Regions from separate parts of the Ovis aries genome. Here regions 1 and 3 are each linked to region 2. Evidence: chromatin contacts called from public Hi-C data. All regions are on one chromosome and are shown on one strand. Each heading gives the region's core, a stretch centred on a gene start, on an enhancer-like site or on the middle of the called end of the contact. The rest is flanking DNA. Distances are from core to core; before and after follow the strand shown. Region 1 holds the start of IPO9 (importin 9). Region 2 holds the start of LOC105610032 (basic salivary proline-rich protein 1-like). Region 3 holds the start of SHISA4 (shisa family member 4).

Region 1 (3,589 bases), core at 972-3,471, 180 kb after region 2:
ATTCGAGGGGTCTAGAAACAACCGTGTTTGGTTGTCATCCATGGAACCAAAAAAAGGATCAAAAGACCACAAATAATAAGAGACAGCAACTCCCAGATTTCCCATTAACGGCCAAGTTTTAAGGAAGTGTATTTCCTAGGACCAGAAAGCAAGGTTTCTCCTACTAGTATAAAACTAGAACAGAAAGCAACTCCAAAGGAGCGGGAGGAAAGAGTCGTTCGTTTGCAAGAACAGCCTGCAGGGTGTTCTAACACTGGGAGCAAGGCCCTGCCCGCTGCACCAGGCCAAACAGCTGGCTAAAGCCCGGCTGGGAAGCCACGTGCTCTGTTTTCATTAAAGAAGAAAGCAACCGCGGAAAGGAGACGTGTGAGAATGAGAATATGAGACAGAGGTACTCTGCACCCGATGGCAAAACACAGCGTGCCAAACACCAGGAGAGGAAAAGAGAGAAGCAAGGCACTGCTCCTGAGGGCGGGGCCACCACCCTCCCTCAGAAACAGGCTGCCGAAAGGGGCTGCTCTCTACAGTTTTTACTTAACAGGAATTAGAATAGTTTTAAACGTAAATAACCTCCAAAGGGTCCAAAGTACTGCCTTCAATTCCGCAGACTCGATACAGCCGGCACACTGCGCCCCACACCTGCGTCTATGCCTTCCCGCTGGGCCGCCAGCAGCACGAAGCCTCTTCACACCTCCAAGCACATTCCCAGTGAGTTATGTGCCGTGTGCTTGTCAGTTTATTCCGATCAGTGGCAGAGGTCAAATGCGAAAATTCTGCCCGTCCGTTTTTCACTTTGAGATCCAAACAGATGAAGTAAGAGAGCAGAGCTGCAAGGGGACCTCAAGATGGTGACGGGCTCTGCCTAGACGGGGCCGCTTTGCTGGCTGTGGCGGAGGGGCCCAGAGCCCAGCTGCCGCCGGGCAGCTCCAACAGGAGCCAGGCTCGCCTTCGCGAGGGGCACTGGGCACCCTGGCACCACCCAGGGAGGGCACCATGGCCCCAGCATCACTCAAGTGGTAACCTGAGCGTGGCCAAGTTCCTCTGCTTCTTTCCCCTTCATATCCAAAGGAGGCAGAGGCCTTAGTGTGAGAAAAGGAACTTCACCCAGTAAGCAGAGATGATTCCCGCAGGTCAGTGTGCACGGCTCTCAAAGAGCTTTCTCCTGCCCAGCGGTTGCTCCTCTTACAGGGCCTGACATTCACGAAACGATGACAGTTAAAACTGGGCCTTCAAATGGTCCTCAACCCGCAAAACCCCAGATCTTATAACTTGGTTTTTCAAGAGCTTTCTCATGTTGTGGGAGAACACAAGATTAAATTTATGGGAGCTTTGTGTTAAATTATTAAAAAAAAAACAACAAACACCTCAGTCCGTGGGAGGGCCAACTCCCACGGCCAATCTGAGAGGTGCTGGGGCCGTCCTGCTGAGCTCCGGGAGTCCGCAGGTTTGGAGTTTTGCCTACGAAGCCCCGACAGGCCAGCCGCGTTCCCGACAGAAAGCGTGAGCGGATTCCCCTCCTCGGGTTTCAGGACCCAATGCTCGTCGCAGCGTGGCTGCCCCGGGCCTGCAGAAAGGCCCGCTCGGCAGGAGCTGGCGCACACCCTCAAACCAAAGGCCCGTCTCGTCCTCCATGACTCCCGAGCGCCCAGCAGAAGGAGGGGGACAAAGACGCAAAGACAAAGGACGGCCGGCCCCTCCGAACAGCGCCGGCCGATCGGAAGACCGGCGGCGGCGGGGCGGGGCGGGGAGGCGCCCGCTCAGGGACCGACTCCCGGGGACGCGTGCGGAGGCGCCGCCAGGGCCCCGGCGGGCCCCGCGCCCGGGAGCGCGCCCCCACGGCCCAGCCCCCGGCCCCGAGCCCGAGCCCCGGGCTGCCCGGAGCCCTCCGCCCCGGCGCTCCAGGCCAGGCGTCCCCAGGCCCAGCCTCCGGCCGGGGCTCGGGCAGCGGCCGGCGCGGCCCAGACCCGCCGCCCTCGCGGCGGCCCGCCTCACTCACCCTCCGTCACCTCCAGCACCTTGATCTGCTCCTCCGCGGCCGCCCGCACCTCCTGCACCGGGGACAGAATGCCGGTGAGCGTGTCCACCAGCGCCTCCTTCAGCCCCTGGGCCACCGGCCCCGGCAGCCCCGAGGCCGCGCCAGCCGCCGCCGCCGCCGCCATCTTGCCCCGCGCCGCGCGCCCGCCCCGCCGCCGCCGGACGGCTCCCGCGCGCGGCCAATCCGCAAAGCCGCGCCTGCGCGGGGGCCGACGGGAGCGCGGGGGCCGACGGGAGCGCGGGGCGGGGCCGCGGGGCGGGCCTCCGCAGACAGCGCCGCCTGCCGCGGGGACGAGAGCCGCACCGCCTCCGCGGGAACCCGGCGCGGGCGCGGAAGAGCGGCGGCCAACGGCCAGTGCGCAGCGGCCGCTGGAACGCAGCCCTGACTTCCGCAGGCACGGATTCCTCAGGTGCGACAGCACGTCAGAAGAGGGCAGGATGCGGATCTGCGGACAAGGCTTTGGGGAGAGGGTCTGGATCAGCGCCTACTTCCAACCAGCCTCTTTTGCCCCCACACAAGCGAGTTTTCCTCTCTCAGACCCGGGAATCCAAAGGTCGGGGGAAAGAATCTGAGGCGACTGGCAGGAGTCCGTTGGTTTTTCCCGTGGGTGAGTCCAGCCTCAAGGACTGGGCCAGGAGAGACTGCCGTGGGAAAGGGCATTCCTTCCAGAGTAAGTGCTTATATGACTATTTGAGAGTAAGCCCTGTTAGTGGAGAAACTGAGACTTTTCTCCGAGGAAGTTATGGCTGGACCTTAAAGAGGTGGAGGGATGAGTAGTTAACATGGCCATCCTGGGCCAACCGGGCGCAAGTCTCAAGGTGTAGACGCTCCTGAAGCCTGAAGGGCTGCTGAGAGGGGTTAGCAGTGCAGGGCAGGGGGCTGGGTCCCTTGTTGGACCGGGAGGGTCAGAGCAAATGGGAACAGGCATTCGTTAGTAAGCGGTTCAGGTTAAGCCCCTTAAAAATGTTTCTAGGAACCATGACTCATTCCCAAGCAGCAGAGGAAACCAGCCATCAGTTCCTGGCCCAGTTCTAAGACTGCGGAGGCTACGCTGGCCACAGGGAGAAGCCACCTCATCTGAGTATTCTTCCGAAAGAATTGAGAAGAGCTCTAAACCCATTTGCCACCTCTTATTAGAGGGCAGAACCCACTCCATCATTCTTGCCTGGAGCATCCCATGGACAGAGGAGCCTGGTGGGCTGCAGTCCATGGGTCGCAAAGAGACAGACACGACTGAGCAACGAAACCAGCACCGTTACAGGGCAGAGGTGACTTGTGTCACCAGCCCAGTTTTGTAGGGGAAAGACGTCCACCTGGAGGCTGCAGTTCCCCAGTAAGAAAGAGGCTGTTCTTTCAATGGCCAGGAAAAGCAGAATTCCATTAGAACAGCCTCTTTTCTCAGACATCATGTCACTTTTACCCCCAGAAGAAAACTTAGGCAAGTCCAGAGAGGGGTATGTTTTCAAACGGCGTGGCAGTGGATGGAGAATACCAGAGCCTCAACATCTGCACTGCAGGTTCTGGAGAAGGATGCTGGTCCAGTATGCAAGCAGG
Region 2 (3,573 bases), core at 766-3,265:
GGGGCCGCCTTGAGGCTGCTGGGGGCGGGAGCCGGGCTGGGGTGCGGGGGCCCTGAGCAACCTGGGGGGCCTCACACACCCTCTCCACCCACGCTGGCAGCTCCCCCGCCCTCATCCCGTGGGCTCTCCTCGGCCACACACTCACCTCCACAAAGGGCACCGCCCGGCAGGACACAGCGCCCAGCAGCCTCTGCTTGGTGATCTCGTGGAAGGTGACGATGGGGAGGCAGAAGAAGAGGACCAGGAAGTCCCAGAGCGCCAGGCTGGCCAGGATGGAGTTCCAGGCGCTCTTCAGGTAGTAGCTGTGCCACACGACGCACATGACCGCCAGGCTGCCCACGATGCCCACGGCGAACAGCACCAGGGCCACCAGCAGGATGGCGTAGGCCCCGTAGGAGCGCTCAGTCACCGGGTACAGCGGGTTCTGCACCTGCAGGCGCCGGCCGGGCGTCCCTGTCACGTTGCCCCGGGGCTCCTGCCCGCTGCCCCCAGTCTCTCTGGCCCAGTCCGGGGAGGGGCTGGCGGCCACCCGGGGCTGGGTGGGCTGCAGGGCGGCGGGGCGGATGGGCCGGGGGTACTCAGCCCACCCCTCGGGCACGTACTGCTGCAACCTCTTGGCGTCCTCCCACTCAGCTCCTCGCCTGGACCGGTCCGGCTGCTCCTGGGCCGCAGGCTGGTGCCCACCCTGCTGCAGGCGGACGCCCCCAGGGGCCCTTTCGGGCCCGGCTGCCAGCGCCACGGCAAGGGAGACGCCCAGCGGCCACAGCCACCGCATGGCCGGACGAGCGGCACGGCTGCCCGCACACAGAGGCGAGGCCGGGCCGAGTGCGGGCCCAGCTCGATGGGCAGCTGGCTGCTGGGCCCGCCCCCAGCGGGCGTCTGGCATCGCCAGCCGGCTCCAGTGGTCACCCCCCGTCCCTCCGCCCGCGGCAGCCAGGCAGGACAGGGCAGGGCCCTCTGCTGGACACAGGGCGCTCTGTGCCGCCCGCAGAACACGCCTCCCCAGGCCCCACGGGTGGCAGCACTCAGACCTGTGGGGCCCTCGGGGCCGCCCACCCTCAGTCCGGCCGTGCACACGGGGTTGGGGGACAAGGCTCCCGCCCCGCCTCAGGGGACAGGCAGTTGCTGCTGCTGCCTTGGGCTTCATGAGCACTCACTGGGCCAGGCTGCTGGATAGAACCATCATACTCTGTGTTTACGTTGCTACCGCAGCTCAGCAGCAAATAACTTGCCCAAGGACACACAGCCGGGATCCAAATTGCAGGTCTGTCCAACTCCAGAGCTGAAACTCAGCCCCTTGATCACGTAGCAGGAAAGGGATCCTGAAGAGGGTCTACACCCACAGTCTTCTTTCTCAGACGTGGAAACCATGGGAACTGCGGCCAGAGCGGTCAAGTGCCAGGGCCAGGCACACGCAGGACAGGTGGTCGGCGGTGAGGAGATGAGGCGGCAGCCCTCTGCTCCCCCTGCTCTGCGTGTGCGCATCAGCTGCCCCTCGGAGGGGGCGGGCCGCAATCCCCGACCTGGGCAATGCCACTGTGGTGCTGGAGAGGACTCTCGAGAGTCCCCTGGACACAAGGAGCTCCAACCAGGCCACCCTGAAGGAACTCAGTCCTGGGTCTTCACCGGAAGGACTGATAATGAAGCTGAAACTCCAACGCTTTGGCCACCTGATGCAAAGAGCTGACTCATTTGAAAAGACCCTGATGCTGGGAAAGATTGAAGGTGGGAGGAGAAGGGGGCAACAGAGGATGAGATGGCTGGATGGCATCACCGACTCAATGGACGTGAGTTTGAGTGAACTCCGGGAGGGGAGTTGGTGATGGACAGGGAGGCCACGGGGTCACAAAGAGCCGGACGCGACTGAGTGACTGCACTGAAGAGAGGCAGCCCCCTGCCGGCCACAGCCCTGGCTCTCTGGGGCCGTGGGGACATCAGAGGCCACTAGGTGGAACCAGATGCTCAGAGATGGACATTCGCGGCTGCCTGGCCCGTGACCCTGGCCCAGCCCACCTGCCAGGGCCCAGCCCTCAGACCCGAGGCAGCTGCTGGGGGAGGTGGTCTCAGGAGACCGTGTAGATTGCGCTGAGGCCATGCGCCTGCTGTTCCACCCCACCCTCCTGGGCCCCTCGTGGGTCGGCCTCCCCAACAAAGACCCCCTCTCCAGGACCATGTCGGAGCAGCGCCCTCACCAGGGCAGGCCACGTGGAAGGCGACCATTTCCCAGCCACTAGGAATCTCTCTCCTTTGTCCCAGAAATCCTCCGTCCTCGTCCCGGGGAGTTCCCCAGGGCTGGCCGCAGGAACGGTCCTGGGGCGAGTCGGGGTGGAGTGGGGCTGGGCCCTCAGGGCAGCTGTGCAGCCTCCTGAGATGGCTGGAATCTGGCGTCTTCTGGAGCGAGTCCGTGGCTGGCACGGCCCAGTGAATGGAAGCAGACCGCCCGGATCGGCCCCCTCTGCCGCTTACGAGCTGCGTGACGCCGGTCAGCACCGAGACTCTGCTTCATCTGTAGTGAGGAGTTGGTAACAGACCGAGCAGGCTTGTCTGTGTCCATCGCCAGAACGGCGTGCGGCCCCTGAGAAGCGCTAGGTGAAGGTGCACGGTTGCCACGGCGACTCACTTGCGACTTCCCAGGCCTCTGGAGGCAGGCGCTCTCACTGTCTTCACGTCACAGGTTTGGGAACTGAAGGACAGAAACGGGGGAGGCAGGCGGGGGGCAAATTCGAGACAAGCCCTCCCCACTCCCAGCCCCAACAGCTGGCACCGGAGCCGGGCAGTGAGTCTTCTGGACCCCACTCTGCCAGCCCTGCAGGCTCTGGGCTCCTGGACCATGGTGAGGTGCGCTCCCGAAGGTCAGAGGCTCAGGACCCACTCCCGACTCAGAGACAACCCGGCATCACTCACCCTCATGGTCCAAAGGCTGGCGGAGCATCTACCCTGCGCCCGAGGTTGCTACAGGCGCTCCAGAAGCAGTGAACCTCCCAGGTACGAGCTCTGCCCACCGAGATCCATACTCAAGGAAGGAGGCAGCCACTGAAAAATCTGAGCCCCAGAGATCATGAGGATACATCGTGAGGAAGGACATGGGCAAAGCAGAAGGCACCGTGCCATCGAGGAATCTCTGCCCTTTGGTTTGCTCCTGGGGAAAGGTCAGTGGTACCCTGGGGCCTGTGGTCTGCAAGGATGCTGTCACGGTGGGACGTGGGCATTGCCACGGTGAGGCCTCCACGGCGATGTGTGACAGTGCTTCTCAACCTGTGGCCCCTGGACGCCAGCCTGGGGAGCGGGTCGACACACTGGCTTGAGCAGACGTTCGGGAAGGCCCAGCACCACGCTCCAGCAAGTGCACCAGAGGACACCAGCGCGGCGCGAGTGGATGGGCTGCGGGTGGAGTGGGCGCAGGCAGTGCTGGCCCTGAGGAGCTCTCGGGCCTGGGACCTGCCCAGGCCACCTCTGTCTCCTTCCTCTGTGCCTGGCACTGGGAGACGCTGGGACACACAGCCAGCAAAGGCACAGAACCACCCACCTAGGCCTCCCTGCCCTGGGATCCCAAAGCCCCCTCAATGAAGGAGG
Region 3 (3,691 bases), core at 237-2,736, 130 kb after region 2:
TGCTGCTGCCAACCACACCTCCTGACCTCCGGTCCCTCCGAAGGCACCCCGCCCCTTCCCGCGCGGACGCACGGACGGACGCACCTTCGAACGGGCTCTGCAGCTGCTGGCGCCGGCGGTAGAGGTAGCAGCAGGAGCAGAGGAAGCAGCAGATGGTGGTGGCGACCACGGCGACGAAGAGGATCACGGCCGAGGCGATGCCCGCTATGGTCTTGGGACTTGGGCAGAGAACAGGCCTCCTCACCTTCCAGCCTCGCGCAGGGAGTCCTCGCCACGCAGACCGCCATGCTGGCCTGGACCCCCGGCCAGAGAGACGCGGGGCTCTGCCCGTCCCGCTGGGGAGAGCGTCAGCACTGCGCTTCCGCCGAAGGCCGGGCAGCCTCCTGAGCAGCGGCCTCCCCGCAGGGGCTGCGGCGCGCGCCCGAGTCCATGACTGAACAGCTTGGACTCCAACACAGGAGGCCTGACGGGCAGAGCTCCTTTCTCAAAACGCGCTCGGTCACCGCCTCCCCCTACATGCTCTGTATGTCAGCGTCTCCTCCTCCCCAAACAAATTTGAAAGCCCCCTGTGTGCGCCCCCCTTAATGAGGAGGGAACAGTGACCCATCCGGGACCTGTCCTCCCCAAGATCACACAGCTAGTGAGCGGCGGACTGGGGATTGGACCAGTCCGGCCAGAGGCTGGAGCGCCGCTGGGCCCAGGGCTGCCCCTGCCCTCGCCCTGCGCAGGCCCGGGCTGGGGGGAGGGCCCGGCCCAGCCCGCGATGACCACATGACGGTCACCGGCCGGCCGCTCCTGGAGCTCCTGCGCCCTGGAGCTCCAGCCCCGCTTGGGCCCAGGCGGGGTGTCGGCTGAGAGCCGGAGGGGGCGGGGCGGGAGGGCCGGCGCCCACCTGAAGGCCAGGCAGTGCTTCTGCTGCCTCTCGGTGATGAGCAGGCTCAGGTCCCGGCAACAGTACCGCTGGTAGCAGGTCCCGCAGCAGAAGGCGAAGAACTCGCAGTTGAAGCCCGGATGCCAGGAGCCGTTCCGGTCCAGGTACCAGAGGCAGTCCTCGCCAGCCAGAGCTGCGGGCAGCGGCGGAGGGGCCCAGTGGCCGCCGGGCCGGGTCTCCGGCCGCCCCCGCCCGCAGCGCCACCCTGGTCCCTGCGCCCGGAGGCCTCGGCCTCGACCCCCAGGGTCCGGCCCCCCCCCCTCCCCGTCCAGCCCCCGCGCGCCTCCCCCCTCCCCTCCCACGGACCCTGAAACGCCGAGGCTCCGCCGGGATCCCCCCGGCGCCCCCGGGCCGCGCGCCGAGGCCTCCCGCCGCGCCCCCGCGCCCCGGCCCTTACCCAGGGGCGCCCCCAGCGCCAGGAGCGCGACCGCGGCGAGCGGCGCGGCCCCGCGGAGCCCGGCGGGCGGCATGGCGCGGCGCGGCGAGCGCGGGGCGCACAGGACGACGCCGCCGCCCAGCTCCGCGGGCCGGCTCGCCCGCCGGCTCCTCTCCGCCTGCTCGGGGCGGGGCTCGCGGGCCTGCGCCGACCCTGCGCCCGCGCCCCGCCCGCCGGGCCCCGCCCCGGCCACGCCCCTCGGGGGGTCCGGGTCCGAGCCGCCCGCCCCGCCCGCGCCGCGCCGGCGGCCGCTGGGCGCTGCTGCGGGGGGCCTCCTGGCCCTCGGCCCGCTCGCTGCCTCGCCCGTGGGCGTCCCCGCCCCCCGAAGGCCTGCGCCTGGTGCCAGTTCCGAGCACTCAGGCGCAGGGGCCACCCCTGACGCAGGACCTCCTCTGCCCAGCGTCCAGCAGGACGTCCTCCGCGGCGGCGGCGGCGGGGAGGAGAGTGGGGGGCCGGGAGTCACCCCGCCCCCACCCGAGAACAGAGGCGCCCATTGAGAGGCCCTCGGAGCAGCTTTGTCCCCGCGGGCCCGCAGACCTGGGCCCTGCCAGCTGCGCTGCCTCCCTGAGTGCCCTTCCCCCTCCGAGTGGCCAGCGCTGGCGTGCGCCAGCCTAGGGCCTCCCAGTACGGATGGCAGGCCGCGGGGGCCACCTGGGCCGGTCCAGTGGAAACCCCTTCCTTCACAGAGCGACCCCACGGCGAGCCTGCGGCAGTGCAGAGCGTAGGCGGCCCTCCAGGGGTCATAGTCTCCTTGCCAGTTTGCCGGTGGCTGTGCCCCTGCTCTGGGGGCACCTGACCAGGCACGTGCAGGGCCTAAGCCAGGGAGAAAATCCAAGGCCCCCTTAGCCCCTCTGCGTGCAGCCCTCAGGGTGCTCAGACAGGCCCCTCGGTTGGGGCTCCCCAGAACCCCATGAGCTAAATCAAGCTCACTGGTGTTATCAGTTCATTTTATAGACATAAGCTGGGACTCGGGGGGAGTTCAAGGATTTGTTCAGGTAATAGAACCCATAAGTGGGAGAGACACTCTCAATCCAAGTGGCTTCACCTGCTGAGTGGGTGAAGGTGTCTGCAGATGGTATATCCTGTAAGGGTTAATGTCCAAACTATACAAAGAACTCAGACAACTCAACATAAAAAAAAAAACAACAATCCCACAGAAGACTTGACTAGACATTTTCCCAAAGAAGATACACAGATGCACAGCAGGCACATGAGAAGATGCTCAGCATCACGAACCATCGGGGAGATGCTTCCGAACCACAATGAGGCGTCACCTCACCCCTGTCAGAACGACTGTCCTCAAAGAGACAACAACAGCTTTATCGTGAGGACGCAGAGAAAAGGTCTGTGCCCTGGAGCTTCGTCAGTGGGGCGTGGATCGGTGGGCCCTGGCGACGGTACGGAGGCGACGGAACCCTCTCCCACTTCGGCAAATCCCACTCCTGGGCGTCCACCTAAAGCAAACTCAGCAGTTTTGAAAGACATTTCAAAGGACGTGCATCCTTCCACTCCCTGCGGCATTGCCCGCAACAGTCAAGATGTGGAAGCGAGTGTCTGTCAACAGACAAGTGGGTGAAGAAGTGGGCGGACACACAGTGGACCGCCGCAAGGCCGTGAAGCGGCTCCGCAGTGGGCCGGCTGTTCGGATTCTGTGCTCCCAGCGCAGGAGGCCCGGGTTAGATCCCTGCTCAGGGAATCAGGCCCCATGTGCTGCAACTGACTAAATAAATATTTTTTAAAAAGAATGAAACGTTGCCATTTCCAACAGCAGGCTGGACCTGGAGGGTATTATCCTACGTTAGACAAGTCAGAGAAAAACCAGTAGTGTATGATACCACACGTGGAATCTAAAAAACAAAGACAGTAACACCCAAATGAGCAAACATGGAGCAGAAATAGGGCTGCAGACACAGAGAAGCAGCAGGTGGCGAGCTGGGGAGAGGGCGCCGGACGGAGCCGCGCAACACGCTGAGCAGGAGGCTGTGGTGTGCACGCTCAGCATAACGAACGCTGCGGCAGGTCACATGGAGAAGGCGGCAGCGCGGTCAGGTCTGGGCCCCCTGGTGCTCAGGGGTAAGGAATCCACCTGCTGGTGCTGGAGACACAGGTCAGTCCCCGATCTGGGAAGATCCCACATGCAGCAGAGCAACCAGGCCGTGCACCAGCTGCTGAGCCCGGGAGCCCACGCTCTGCACAAGAGGATCCGCCGCAGTGAGAGGCTGAGCCCGACAACTAGCGCAAAGCCCCACTCTCCCCAACCAGGAAAACGTCGGCACAGCAGCAACGACCCAGCACAGCCAAAAATAAACCTTGGACAGAGCGAA

The links. Hi-C and Micro-C count contacts between places; a contact is called where the count stands out from the background.
Region 1: a contact with region 2 is called in a Hi-C map of liver, with 3 times the contacts expected there. The contact joins the promoter of IPO9 here to the promoter of LOC105610032 in region 2. A contact is called at or near these places in 2 of 16 Hi-C or Micro-C datasets (liver and omental adipose tissue).
Region 3: a contact with region 2 is called in a Hi-C map of hypothalamus, with 6 times the contacts expected there. The contact joins the promoter of SHISA4 here to the promoter of LOC105610032 in region 2. A contact is called at or near these places in 3 of 16 Hi-C or Micro-C datasets (blood, hypothalamus and muscle).

The regions. Positions count from the first base shown.
Region 1 is chr12:80,012,553-80,016,141 of ARS-UI_Ramb_v3.0, forward strand. It overlaps IPO9 (importin 9), which reads right to left and starts at 2,222. Exons shown (of 24, transcript XM_027976042.2): 1 at 1,997-2,222. The coding sequence starts at 2,159.
Region 2 is chr12:79,833,577-79,837,149 of ARS-UI_Ramb_v3.0, forward strand. It overlaps LOC105610032 (basic salivary proline-rich protein 1-like), which reads left to right and starts at 2,016. Exons shown (of 3, transcript XM_060396809.1): 1 at 2,016-3,573. It overlaps GPR37L1 (G protein-coupled receptor 37 like 1), which reads right to left and starts at 812. Exons shown (of 2, transcript XM_027976133.3): 1 at 146-812. The coding sequence starts at 775.
Region 3 is chr12:79,965,611-79,969,301 of ARS-UI_Ramb_v3.0, forward strand. SHISA4 (shisa family member 4) reads right to left here and starts at 1,487. Exons shown (of 5, transcript XM_027976041.2): 1 at 1,329-1,487; 2 at 893-1,064; 3 at 85-218. The coding sequence starts at 1,401.